Linked DNA regions of Gossypium hirsutum: region 1 is linked to region 2. Evidence: chromatin contacts called from public Hi-C data. All regions are on one chromosome and are shown on one strand. Each heading gives the region's core, a stretch centred on a gene start, on an enhancer-like site or on the middle of the called end of the contact. The rest is flanking DNA. Distances are from core to core; before and after follow the strand shown. Region 1 holds the start of LOC121210213 (violaxanthin de-epoxidase, chloroplastic). Region 2 holds the start of LOC121203111.

Region 1 (6,339 bases), core at 2,989-5,488, 320 kb after region 2:
AGGGATTGGGCAAATATAAAGTATGTTGATATCATGTTTAGGCTCAACCTGACCTGTGAGCACCTCTACACATAATCTTTCTACCGGGGACATAGCTAGGGGAGTTGGTAGGAGATTTTCCCCCCTAAAATGAATTATTTTTTTATTTAGACCTTTTAAAATTTTTAAAAATTTAAATTAGTAAATGTAAAATTATATTTTGGCCCCTTAAAATGATAAAAAATTAATTTAATCTTTTAAAAATTATAAAGATATAAACTATTAAAATAATAAAATTATATTTTTATTATTATAAAAATTATAATTTAATTTTAACCCGGTAAAAGAATTTTGTAACTTCGCGCTTACTAGGAAGCCGTATTGATTTGCTTTTTTCAGTTGGATTCTTCATATTGATTTGATTTCTAATAAATGTATTTAAAGGTTAAGTTATACATCTAAACATGGAGCCCATTCTTTATTCAAAATTTTATAACTTAATCTAAACCCATTATCTTAAAACCCAACCCATAATATAATTCCTATAATCCTAAAGCCTTGAGCGTGCCCATATTTCCATTTCGGTTGTCAGCCCTAGTCTTTACTTTGCTCTTTTCTATTATTTTGTTATTTTTGGTAAAATATCATAGAGACCCATATATCATAGATTTTTTTTTTGTGAACTTGGTATAGATCATGTGATTAGATAAAAATTAATTAAATTTTAATTTAATTGGTATAATATTGTTATTGGCATAAAAAGAGGAAAAATATTTATTTTCACAAATTCAACCACTTTAATAAAATTTAAAATTTTTCTCTTACATCCAAAAAGATTTTCAAATATTTTTATTACTTTTAATAATAATATTTAAAAATATTATATTATATTATTTTTCATCCATGAGTGAGTGAAACAATATTATTTGGATATATTTGAAGTAAATTCTAGATATTCTTGTTGTAAATAATCCCAACAAAGTAAAGACGGAGTTAGGACTTTAAGAAATCCAATTAGGTTGGTTTAAAAATATAGCTTTTTTGCAATGATTAAATTTTGATGTTTTTAATTCCTTTTTATGTTTTTTTGATCATTCGTGTCTTTTTTGAAGTGGCAATGCTTTAAGAAAAGGTGAAGATTTCAATATTAATATAAAAATTTTAATAATATACTTAAGATTAATTAAAAAACCTAAACATCAAATAATCTTCTCGATTCATTTTTAAAGAAATAAAAATTTCACTATATTCGAAATATAAAATAAAAATATGTATTTAATACACCAAACAAAATTTATAAAATAACGACTCAATTATCGTATTTCATTTTTAACAATATTAGATCAGGTCTGGAACTAAATTAAAATTTTATAATTATTTATTTTATATAAAATAACTGGAATTATTTTATTTATTTGTAAGCTCTTCCACGAAAGCTTTAATGTTGTTATATGAAGTCCCTCCTTCCTCCACAGCTTCTTTAGCCAAATCCTTCCATTTCTTGGCATTCTTTCTAATTTCTTCACCTCCCATCACCATTTCCAAGCATCTTTTTATCTCACCAGCTTCAACCATTCCATCTTCATTCTGTCTTAGACGTACACCTGTTTTCCATACATCTTGGACGAGCTTGGAATTGGTTCCTTGGTCTACCCATTGAGGAAATGTCACCATAGGTACCCCTGAAACCAAGCTTTCGAACGTCGAGTTCCACCCACCGTGTGTTAAAAAACATCCGATCGATGGGTGGGAAAGAACTTGCACTTGTGAGCACCATGGCACTATCATCCCTATCTTTTTCAGTTCATTTAACCTACTCAATGAATCCTTTTCTTGTTCATCAGTACTTTCCCTTATCACCCACAAAAATGGACGCCCAGTTTCAAGCAACCCCTTCGCGAGTAGCTCCATTTGTGGTTTAGCCAATGTGGAAAGGCTCCCAAATGCGACATAAATGACTGATGTTTCAGGCTTTGTGTTGAGCCATTCCATTTCTTTATGCTCTTTTGTGACCTTGAAAAGATCACCTCCCATGGATGTTTCAGCAAGGTTTGGCATTAGTGGTCCGATTCCGACCATACTGTACCACTTGTCAGCCGCTTTTATGGCTTCAGTTTCTAATAGGTCGAACGTGTTAACTAAAACTCTGGGGTTGGTAAAACTCTGGGGTTGGTCTCTTGGTCAAGAACTTGTACATGTTCTTTCATGGTTAAGAGTGGCATAGCTTGTGGATTGGACGGGATGAAAAAGGAAGGTAAATCATGGCGAGAAAGCGGTGGCAGCCCCGGCATCTGAACTGTAAACGTGGGGTCATCGATGTTTTTGGTAATGATCTCATCGTATCCCTTGAAGTAATGGTAACAGATGTTCAAAAGAGAAGCAGGTTGGAACCAGAGGAGGGTGGCTGGGATGTGAAACTCACGAGCCACCGTTGCCACCCAAGGGAGAAGAGTACAGTAAACAATGGAAGTGAACCTAGTGCCTTGATCAGCAAGAAACTCTCTCAAGGATTGAGTACCGTGACGCTTTGTCTCGGACAGGTAATGATTCGTGTCACCGGAAAGTTGAAAGGCATGGTCATAGCCGTCGGAGTAATAGGCGTAGGACAAGCCATGGACAGGTGAAGCTTTGTTGAATTGGTGAATCATGGAAGAAACCGACATCAACGTGACGTGGACACCACTGTTGATGAGTTTATTTGCAAATTGAAGGGAAGGGTTAATGTGGCCTTGAGAAGCGAAAGTTACTAAGAGGACTTGGGGGGGTTGTTGTTGTTGGTCCGCCATTGAAGGACAGATGATGAGTCGGTATTCTAGTTATAACTTGACAGTTAATGGAATGAGGATAATTGCAGAGGCTGCTATGGGTTCTTATACACACCAAAAAAAGAAGAAGTAATAATTGGAGTTGAAAATGTGACGTTTGCGGTGACGCCCCGCTCAATTGAAAATGCTTTTTAAGTTAAAATAGTCTGTACATATATATATATACACGAAAGGTTTCGAAGATTGGATTATGCATTTCATTCATCCCCTGGCATTTGTGAAAAGTACGAGGATACGACGATTCACAAGTTTGTAGCCAAGTTTAGTGATAATCGCGTGTATCCTCTATTATTTCTTCATTCTTAAAATATTTATCATATAAAAATGTAAAATTAAAATAATTTTACACAAATATATTAATAGAGATAATACATATAAAATAGAGAATTTGATTGTGCAACAATATTTATTATTATGAACCTTACCAATGGACAAGTTATGGGATTAGAATCTTTAAGAGGCTGCTATGGTTTTCTTTTTATAATACACAATTGGAATTGAGAATTGACGTTTGCGATGATGCAGCCGCCGGGCAATGCCTTCTGTAAAGTGGGTGATGCTGAAATACACACAATCCAATCTGATTCAGAATTGGTGAAATTCAATGTTATTACTAACTTCAAACTTTATATTTTTAAATTACAACATAATCCACACCAAACCACTGCTCACTTAAGTACACAACTTTCTAATTCACTTCAATTTCAAATTTTATAAATTATAGGGATTAAATTTGATAAAATTAGGACATAAATACTAAATTTACAATCTAAGGATAGTGCAGGGACTAATAACAGAATTTAACTTCTCTGAATTAATATTTCGAGGGTAAAACACTTCTCTAGTCTCTCTTAATTTTGAAACTGTCAATTAGTCTCTCTTTCGTCAATTGTGTATAATTTTGATATAGTAACAATTTTATCCCTCAATGTTTACATATATATATATTTTTAATTTGAGTTTGATTTTAAAAAATTCAACAAATTTAATCTCAAACATTTACATATTTGCAAAAATATTGTGGGTTAAATTTATTAACCCACAATATATATATTTTGATATAGTAACAAATTTATCCCTCAATGTTTACATATATATATATTTTTAATTTGAGTTTGATTTTAAAAAATTCAACAAATTTAATCTCAAACATTTACATATTTGCAAAAATATTGTGGGTTAAATTTATTAAATTATGATCAAATTGATAGAATGTGTAAATTATCAGAGCTAAATTTGTTATTATACTAGTCAAATTCATGTAAAATTGTTTAAAAATATTATTGCTTTTATTAATTGTCCTTAGTTGCTTACTTTCAAAATTTACAGGATTAAATTATTTTCATCTTTTTTTTCGAGGGATCAATTTGTTTAATATTAAAATTAAGAGGACCGGAGCGTATGTTAACATATCCTTCAACAGAAACACGCCACGTATTGAAACGCCGGTTCTAGCAAGTTGGAAAAGGCGGGCGGGTTCTACACTCCTCTAACAACCAACCACCATTTTCAATCCTACTTAGTTTAGCGTTCCAAGTAACTCTCCCTCCCACTCTTACCTTTCAAGCCCGTAAAGTCATGAGCTTGGTTCTGGAACCTCCGCCTCCACCTCTATCCAAATCCAAAACCGGTGCTCCGCTCAAACGCTGCTTCACCTCCATCCGCACCGCGTTATCTCCGCCAAACCATCGATTCAGAGCCTCTCGTTTTCCACTTCATCCGACTTCCAGCTCTAGACCAACTGTTACTGTGGTTCTAAAGACGGAGAAGGAAAAAAATGCGGTGACGGAGCAAAAAGACCCGCCGGTAAGGATTGTGGCAGTGGTCGGCCAAGGAAGCGTCAGCCCATTAAAATGCACCCCCTGGGAGGAGGTTATGATGCACACCGTAAGTGTTACTATTTTTTACTTGATATTTTCTTCAAATTCATTTTTTTTTCGTTCTCATTTTACTTTTTGTTTAAGATTTTGAAAGTTATTTGGAAAATCTTTTTTTTCATATAGATTTAAAATTTCGACAAAAAAATAAAGAAAAAAAGAGTCTATGATTTTACAATTTTACTAACATTGATAGTAAATTAATTTAGTGTAGCAAAACTTGCAATTGAACCTAAAAAGCTATCAGTTTATTTTGTAGTGTTGCATTTACATTAATGGACTTTTTTATTGAGCAACTGGAATTTTGATAGTGCTATTTTGGGAATTATATATGGTTTCTTGATTGTTTATGCTACTGATCAGGCAAAAAGATTGAAATGGGTGGATGAAGGATATGAAATGGTTGTTTTCCCTGACAATTTCCATCAATCTAATGATCAAACAGCCATGGATCTGCAAAAGGAATTGGCTTGTGCAGATATTTTGCTAGTTGTAGCTGTTACTAATCAAGACTCGGTGAAATGGATTGGGACAAATAGCGGAAACATCCCTAACGTAATCTGCTTTGAATCCGATCCGGGTTTGGTTAACAAATTAGGAGGCTCTTATGTCCACAGTGAAATGAAAGGAAGTATCTTTGACAAATTGGTGGGAATTTCTCAACTGAAGAAAACAGATGAAACAAAGGAAGTTGTGCAAACCGTATCGGAGGCATGGGACCGGTGTAATTCTGACGATATAAGGTTCTGTTTGTTGGTTATTATCAATGCTTATATTCAGCCAGTCCCGGTCTTGAAGAACTTGAGATCAAAGGGCTTTTCAACCCTGAACTGTATGGTGAAGAATTGTGGACCTCAGATATTGGATTGTCTTATGGATCCGAATTGTAGGAAAGCACTTCAATGCTTGAACAAATGCAGCCCTGTAGATCAGGTGTGTAATTATCGGTGTATTGCTTCATTTGAAAGTCCGAAACTAGAAGCATTTTCTCTGTGTGTTCTTCAGAAAAACAATTGTCTTGATTTAGATGCGAAGATCCCCGAAAAGCCGTACGTGCAGCCTATGCTTAAGTTTCGAGGGAAGGACTTGTGCCATGAAACCGCCAAAGATTTATTTGTTGGTTGGTTGGGGAGTTTGGATTGGAGTTGGCGAGTCGTAGCAGGACAGAACCCAGCCTATGATCAGTTCCCATGTCAGTACCAGCTATTTTACAGGGGAAAGGCGAAGGGATCGTTTTGGTACGAGCCAGTTTTTCAGGTTAAAACTTTAGAAGGAGAATTGGTTTGGAGGCGTCGTAAATATCGAGTCAAGAGAGCAAACGTTCCAGGGACATTTTACTTCAGTGTCTTGGATAACGGGGTTGTTTCGAACGAGTATTGGACAATCGTAGATGTATCAGAAAATTTTAGCTGGGGTCTGTTCCATTACCATGGGGCAGCACGAGTGGCCGGACAATCGTATACTGGAGCAGTGCTGGTTAGTCCGGATGGGACATACCCTAAACAGACACAGAACAACAGATTATCTTCAGCTTTGGAGAAATGTGGAATTAAGGAATGGGAATTATATACGGTTGATAACTGTGCATGCCAAGATCCTCCATTAGGAATTCCAGAAGGTTCAAGTTTACATTCAATGGTTGATGCAAAAGACCAGAG
Region 2 (7,060 bases), core at 4,039-6,538:
GAAGAGTAGGAATGAAGAATGAAAGAGAGCAATGAGGTGTGAAATTTGATGTTACTAGTCATAAATTCGAGCTAAAGGCATATTGTGGTTTGGTTTGAAATTTTTATTTTACCAAATGCTTAGATATTGCATGCTAATAGTTCTTTTGATAGTCTCATAGATCCAAGGTTGGTGGAGCAATTTGATGGAACAAGAGAGGTCCAACGTGAGTTTTCTTTGTTATGCTAAATCTTCCGACCGGATTTATCATCTTGTATTTGTCTTACATAATAAATTCATCCCAGGTATTCAAGTATCTTCGTATCACTGAAGAAGATGAGATCTCATGGGCACTGATCCAAGCTGCAGTTTCTTCAATTGCTCAAACTACTATCATAACCATGCAGGATGTTCTTGGGTTGGACAGTTCTGCCAGGATGAACATTCCTGCAACACAGGTAAACATAATTTCTTCAAATGCGTGCATATGACAATGGTCTGTAGCATGAGGTAGTTCAGGTTCATGCATCTAGAAACCTGTTGATTAAGGAATAGATCATTAACTGTGGTCTAAGTTCTGATGCCATATTTCAGAATCTTCATTGCTATTTTAATCTTTATTATGGGAAAAAAGAAAAAGTAATTTGTGTAATTTAAGCGGCTCATATTCAAACTAGGTTTTCACACATCTCACCGTAACTTTTTGTTTGGTAACTACTATGTGCAGCATGGAAACTGGAGTTGGAGGATACCTAATTCCACGAGTTTTGATAGCTTGGAAAAAGAAGCGTTAAGATTAACAGAGATGCTTTCCATGTACGGTCGAAAGTAGTCCAGGAAAGCTTCATATCTTTCTTTTCCTCGGTCATTACACATGAATTTAGTGCCACCCCCACCATTATGTGTCTAGTCTAGCTTTGAATAAGTTCTTTTGCTGATGACTGAGGTTTTAGAGTTGAATTTTATTTATAAACTAATAAAAAGCTTGATACCCTTTCATTTCGTTCTCGTTAATTTCTTACTTTCTAAATATATGCATGCCTATTGCCATGTTTGCTACTCAAGAGTAATGAAATCAGTCTCTAGCTTCATTGAGAGCGCTATCTGTCTAATTTGGTAAGTTTTCAGCATCTACCCACTAGCAAGCTGTGATGAGTAGAATCATGTTGGTTGAAGTATTTAACCAGTCCCTTTATCATAGATAAAAGTGCAATTTAGTCTATGCACTATGAAACTGAATATTTTAATCCTATACATTTGATATTAAGTAAATTTGATAGTATTTTAATGGAAAATCCATCTCAATGTTGATTTGAGTTCATGCAATTTGACAATATAGGAACTGTAAATAAAATTAAAGCAGCAAAACCAATTTCTTCTATTAAGAACGTACACTTTTTCTTGTTTCAGATGCACAAAAGATTAAATTACTCCAATGGATTAAATTGCCTTTTTACTTCAACTCATGATGTAGAGAGCATAGAAAACAGAATTGAACTTGAACTTGATTGTTTTCCTTTTACAATCATTTTGGGTATATAAATTGAATATCAAGATTAATGGTATTGAAAATGAAATTAATAATAATAAAAAGAAAATCAGAAGAAAATTTCAAGGAGTGAATTCTTTCCCGAATTTGGGCATATAAAATGGAGCACCAAGGTAAAACCTATGCAGCGTTCTCAATTGCTTGGATGCATTCCAATACAGTTGCCTTCTTTGACATTGCTGATATCAAGGCTTCATGAATCACCTTGTTGTTTTTCAACAGAGATCCAGCAAACAGAACCTGTGTTAGTTTCACCTTTAACATTAGCTTTCATTTATCCTTTAATGGTAATATGAAGCTGAAAGGAAACTTTAAGTAACTTACTGCCCATCTAGTTAGATTTTGCTGCTGATCATTGCCCAGTTTTGGTTGGCTCCTGTTTATGAATCTCTGCAGAGAATACAGACCAGAGTTAGTTGCTGAATAGGTAAGCAACTAATGAAATCTAGTTCAACTTTGGCTAAAAGGGCCGTTTTAAAACCTGAAGTGTGAAAAGATCAGCTGATTGACCCACCACTTTGTCATATTTCAAACCCTCTGCTGCAAGTCCAGCCATGGCAACCACTGCCAACCTGAGATACACATTGCAGTTGAGTGAGTCTCCTTTTAATTTCAAGCTTCTATAGTTGTTGTTATCGCCCCCATTAGTTGCTTGTGAGAAGTGGCCCAAGCACATGATACCATGTTTTTGTATGCTTATCATTAACTATATAACTAATAACCGGGAATGGCAAATGATATTGTTGAGGCCCCATGCAGGTAAAAGTAACATGAAAACCCCTCTATTAAGAGTCAGATTACATTTTGTCTCCTTTAATAAAAAAATGGGTAAATGAATCTCTGTATGTTAGGTTAAAGAGCAAATTGATCCATTCTTTTGGAAATAAAAACTGACATGGTTGACTAAATAATCAAATAATTACACATGGCGTGCTATGTATACCTGATATTGATGTATGAGGACTAGTTTTTAACAGTAGAAATATATGAATGTTTTAACAAAAGGACCCGTTTGCTCTTTGATTTAACATACATGACAAATTTTCTCATTTTTTGAGTAGAGGGAGTAAAACACAATCTGGCTCCTAATACAAGGGCTTCCGTGGTACTTTTACTGCTTCATGCACCATATAATATACTATATGGAAGCTTTCAGATTATCAAGATTAGTACCTGTCAAGCTCTTTAGCATCAAGCTGTCCACTATATATAAGCTTTTCCAGCTTTTCATCAATGAGATTGACATGTTCTTTACCAATATCCAGTGAATACCCCAGGATAGGAAGGCCCAACAGATAACCAACTACATACAAAGAGAAAAGATTATGAATGAATATATACATGCACAGGCACACGTCACTAGATTCTATACGTGATTAGGGATTACTTAAAAAATGAGCTGCTTCATGTCTAACAATCCTTTCTTGGTAATCAGGGAAAAATGATGAAAAGCCTCCAATGGCAGCTTGAAGAAGTCTGTAGGAGCAAATGAATGACCGTTACTTGTAAACCAAAATTGTTGGAACCATGGGATAGGAAAAATTGCATTAGACTTAATTACCCTGGTGAAATGCTCCCCACTGCCAAAACGACCAAAGAAATGCTCCCAATTAAATATGGTGTAAAGAAACCCCAATCCTGTAGGCAAAGTGTGAACCGGAAAACCAGTTAAAAGCAAGAACTTCTCTACTTTTCTCTCTTTTTTTTTTTCATACATATTACCACCTTGGAATCTTACAGCTCCATCAAAGAAAACAATGCCAATACAAATATAAGTAAATAATGCTATTCAAAACTTAAATATAATAGTTGAATTATTTCTTAGTAGTTTAAGTTTTTGGGATAAAAAGTGTAAGGCTATTCCATGCATAAGTGCACTTTTTTTAAGAGTAAGAATTATGTGTTCAACGCATAATTCATATTTTAAAAGCATTATTTTAAAAAAAATATAGGCAAAAGAAAAGTAAATGAAAAACAAAGATAAAAGAGAACATATATATATATATATAGCTAAAATTACCCCAGGAAGCTGGCCAGCAAGAACTCCCAAAAACCCTGTTGTCCCAACAACTGTGAAAAGAAATGCTGCCTGTTACAACTGAAACATATCAAATACATGAACTGCAATTTGAAATTAATGTTTTAACCATGTGAAGATTGCTTTATGTGATGAAATTCCGGTTAGACTAAGGTGTAAATGAGACATTGTGTATTCACACGTCTTTCGGGTTTAATTTGAAAAGCTATGCTCCAAAAGTTCGAGTATCTTAATACTTGATTTGAGTAGCTTGCAGCTTTTCTTTTTAAATCATTTTTACTTAATATTCAAAAATCTCTCAAACTCAAATAATCAAGTTGACATTTAGTTTTGGAATCAGATTCATTTTTTACTAAGAAAATGAACTTAATTTGTTTTTATCTCAAATTGAGTTCCAAGTTCAGAAATAAAACTCGATTAGGTGAAGGATATGCATTGTGAGAGCTTCTCAGCCTACTGACTCCAAAATATGAGGAAGGTAAGTAGAATGATATTATCCTGAGTAGAATGATATTATCCCAACTAGAAGATGAGCATTGTGATACTTACATCATTTCGAACACTTGGAATTGCAAGGTTTTCTGCATTTTTAATACCAAGGCTGGTCAGCTCCCTAAGAGATGTCTGATGCAAACAATCTCAAAGTCAAGCCCCTTTAATTTGCTCGGTTAAATATTTATATATACAGCAATGAACAGATAAGATGTATGGTATACATGTACACGTATGCATATGAGTATGCAGGGTAACATTTGAGTGATCACTTTTTCCCATAACTTCAGACTTGATATCAGAGACTGACCATACGACGTGACACATACGGCTGTGAACTCCATTTCTTTGCCCATCCAACTTCACTCAGCTCATTAAGTGCTTCTTTCACAGCTTCACTGTCTTTCTAAACCAAAACATATACATACATATCAAACTACCTTATAAAGGATTTACAAGTTCAAACATACACATATCCTAATTTGCAAAAAGAGAAAACCAGTGTATATAATTCCAATCTCATATATATATAAATTCGATTGATATAGGGTAAATTCCAATAGATTTATTGAAGGGTCCCATTAACGTGCATTTAGTAGGAATTAAACCTACGAATTTATTTCAATTATAAGTTGAACGCTTTAACCAATCAGCTATGGATGCTTAGTGGGTATCCTCTTACATGGTGAATATATATATGATTTGTAAATGATACGCAATCTCAAATAGTTCATCAACCATCAAATGATAATGACAAGCAGGTTAATTCATTTAAAAAGAAAAAAAAAACTAAACCCGAAGTTAAACACCCAGTTTCAAATAGTTTCAAGCCAGGGCAAAGAAATTGATAAAAAGGAAAGAAAAGAATAATAAACCTTGGAAATGGCAGATTCAAGGGTGTTGAGATCAACATCAGGAGCAGCAGCTGAAGAAGAAGCCCTTATAATTTGCAGTTGCAGCTCTGATTTCCTGGGTGTTAATACCTTAAAACACTTGCTGGAATGCTTATTATAATAATGGAAATATTGAAATGGAAGCTTTGAGTTTGACAGAGAAGCCATGCTATTCACATTCAACATTGTCTTTGTTGTTGTCTTTTCTTTATTCTTCCTTTTTCCTTTTATGTTTCACTTAAGAACTAAGAAATGAAAAAAAAAAGAAAAGGAAAAAATGCTGCAGTGACTTACAAAGAGTGGATAAGATTCGCTGGGTTTTAGCGCAAGGTAACGTTATTTTTGCACCACGTTGGCTAAGCTTAATGGCCCTTTTTTTTTTTTTCATATTCGTTTCAACATTTTTATCAAAGGCCATAAAATATTTTTAGGTTAATATACATTATTGTAGTTTGACAAAATTTGAGATTTAGTTAATAACATATATGAATGATAGAAAATAAATATGTTAGTATTTTTCTTTAAAATCTTTCTATTTGTCTTCTTCTTATGACATATGATTCATAAAAATAAACATACTAAGTTAGAAATTCTGACATAAACTATCAATGACCATGATGATTTGGACGAGGACTTTTCAATTGACTAAGTTATAGGATTGGATTTTTAATTTTAAAAGTACATAAATTAAATCTCAAATTTTATAGAAGTATAGGGACTAACTACAAATTTTGACCTATTTTTATATAACTATGGGTATTGAGATTTGTTTTATGGTCTACAACTAATTTTGTTTGGGTCAGAATTATATTTATTTTCAAAAATAATGATGATCTAAGGATTCAAACTCAATTTAAATACTTGGAGAAAAAAATGACATTTCTTTTAACCACCTACTAGTTAACCATAATAATAACAATTAGATTATGACACACCATAAAATATGACGTTGTTAGGAGGGACAACCATAAACCCTTAAAAAATTAATATTTCATGAATTGTAAAATAAATATGAATAATACATTGATTCTACCAAAAAATAAAATTTAAAAAATAAAGTGGTAGCTATTTACAAAAAAATAGTTATTCAAGTTTTTTTGTTGCTATCCAAACAATTTCGTTTTCAAAAGTTAAATTTGAGTTTTCCTTTAAAAGTGTAACATGTCTTTTCATTACAAATAACTTTTGTAGATTAATTTTAAAAACAATAGTAAAAATGAATTTTGGTTTGTTATAAAAAATAAAGGATAAATTTCACTATTACTATGGGTAAATTTTCATTTTGGTTACTAATGTTTTCACTCAACCTTTAAGTAACACTTTTTTAGTTGGTATAATAACAATTTTAGTCCTCAACTTTTATATTCTCTTTCAATTTGACCCTAATTCTATATAAAAATGATAAAAAATCAAAATTATTTAAAAAATAGAAAATACTATATAAAAATTCTAGAAAAATAAAATTTCAAATATTTTTTTGTTAAAGAACTAATATGTATGGGAAATAAAGACCATTATCATTCTATAGAATTCAATAACAAATTAAAAACAAAACAAAAAAAGGATTAAATCATTACAAGCTTTTTCAATGTTTCTCAAAATCAAATTAGTAATATCTTCTAGTTGAGTTTCATACCTTTGAACAACATCTAGAAATGATATTACATAGACGTGTGCAATTGACTTTCATGCTATTTATTTGCCAAAAAATATCAAAATTTTTCCTTTTATTTGACTCAATTCAAAATTTCTAATTCATTTAAATTATTTTTCCAAAACCCAAATTTAAAAATAAATTATATTTTGATTTTTTTCGTATAACGAAAAAGCTATGTCAAGAAACATAAGAGATAACAAAAACAAAGAATGAATAATTTTGCTTAATGTCTTCAGTATTTTCTATGTTTTTTAAAGAATGGATATTGGATATTTCTATACAGACAAAACAGAGAGAAATTTTAGAGGGTCTAGAAATAATTTTCCCTCAGTTTCTCTCACTTTATCTATATTTGAAAATTTAATCTACTTTCATTTTATTTTTAATTTTTAGAATTTTTTAAAATTTTAAAAAGAATTTAAATTTTTTTTATCATTTTATATATAACCAGG

What was found. Hi-C and Micro-C count contacts between places; a contact is called where the count stands out from the background.
Region 1: a contact with region 2 is called in a Hi-C map of leaf, with 1.8 times the contacts expected there. The contact joins the promoter of LOC121210213 here to the promoter of LOC121203111 in region 2. A contact is called at or near these places in 2 of 34 Hi-C or Micro-C datasets (both in leaf).

The regions. Positions count from the first base shown.
Region 1 is chrA02:100,080,417-100,086,755 of Gossypium_hirsutum_v2.1, forward strand. LOC121210213 (violaxanthin de-epoxidase, chloroplastic) reads left to right here and starts at 4,239. Exons shown (of 3, transcript XM_041082323.1): 1 at 4,239-4,691; 2 at 5,045-6,339. The coding sequence starts at 4,383. It also overlaps the pseudogene LOC121210197.
Region 2 is chrA02:99,762,608-99,769,667 of Gossypium_hirsutum_v2.1, forward strand. LOC121203111 reads right to left here and starts at 5,289. Exons shown (of 10, transcript XM_041082260.1): 1 at 4,934-5,289; 2 at 4,369-4,464; 3 at 4,116-4,190; 4 at 3,549-3,617; 5 at 3,090-3,166; 6 at 2,916-3,004; 7 at 2,702-2,831; 8 at 2,010-2,100; 9 at 1,853-1,918; 10 at 1,425-1,732. The coding sequence starts at 5,137. The coding sequence ends at 1,649. It overlaps LOC121210124 (4-alpha-glucanotransferase, chloroplastic/amyloplastic), which reads left to right. Exons shown (of 16, transcript XM_041082244.1): 14 at 161-205; 15 at 285-437; 16 at 707-978. The coding sequence ends at 811.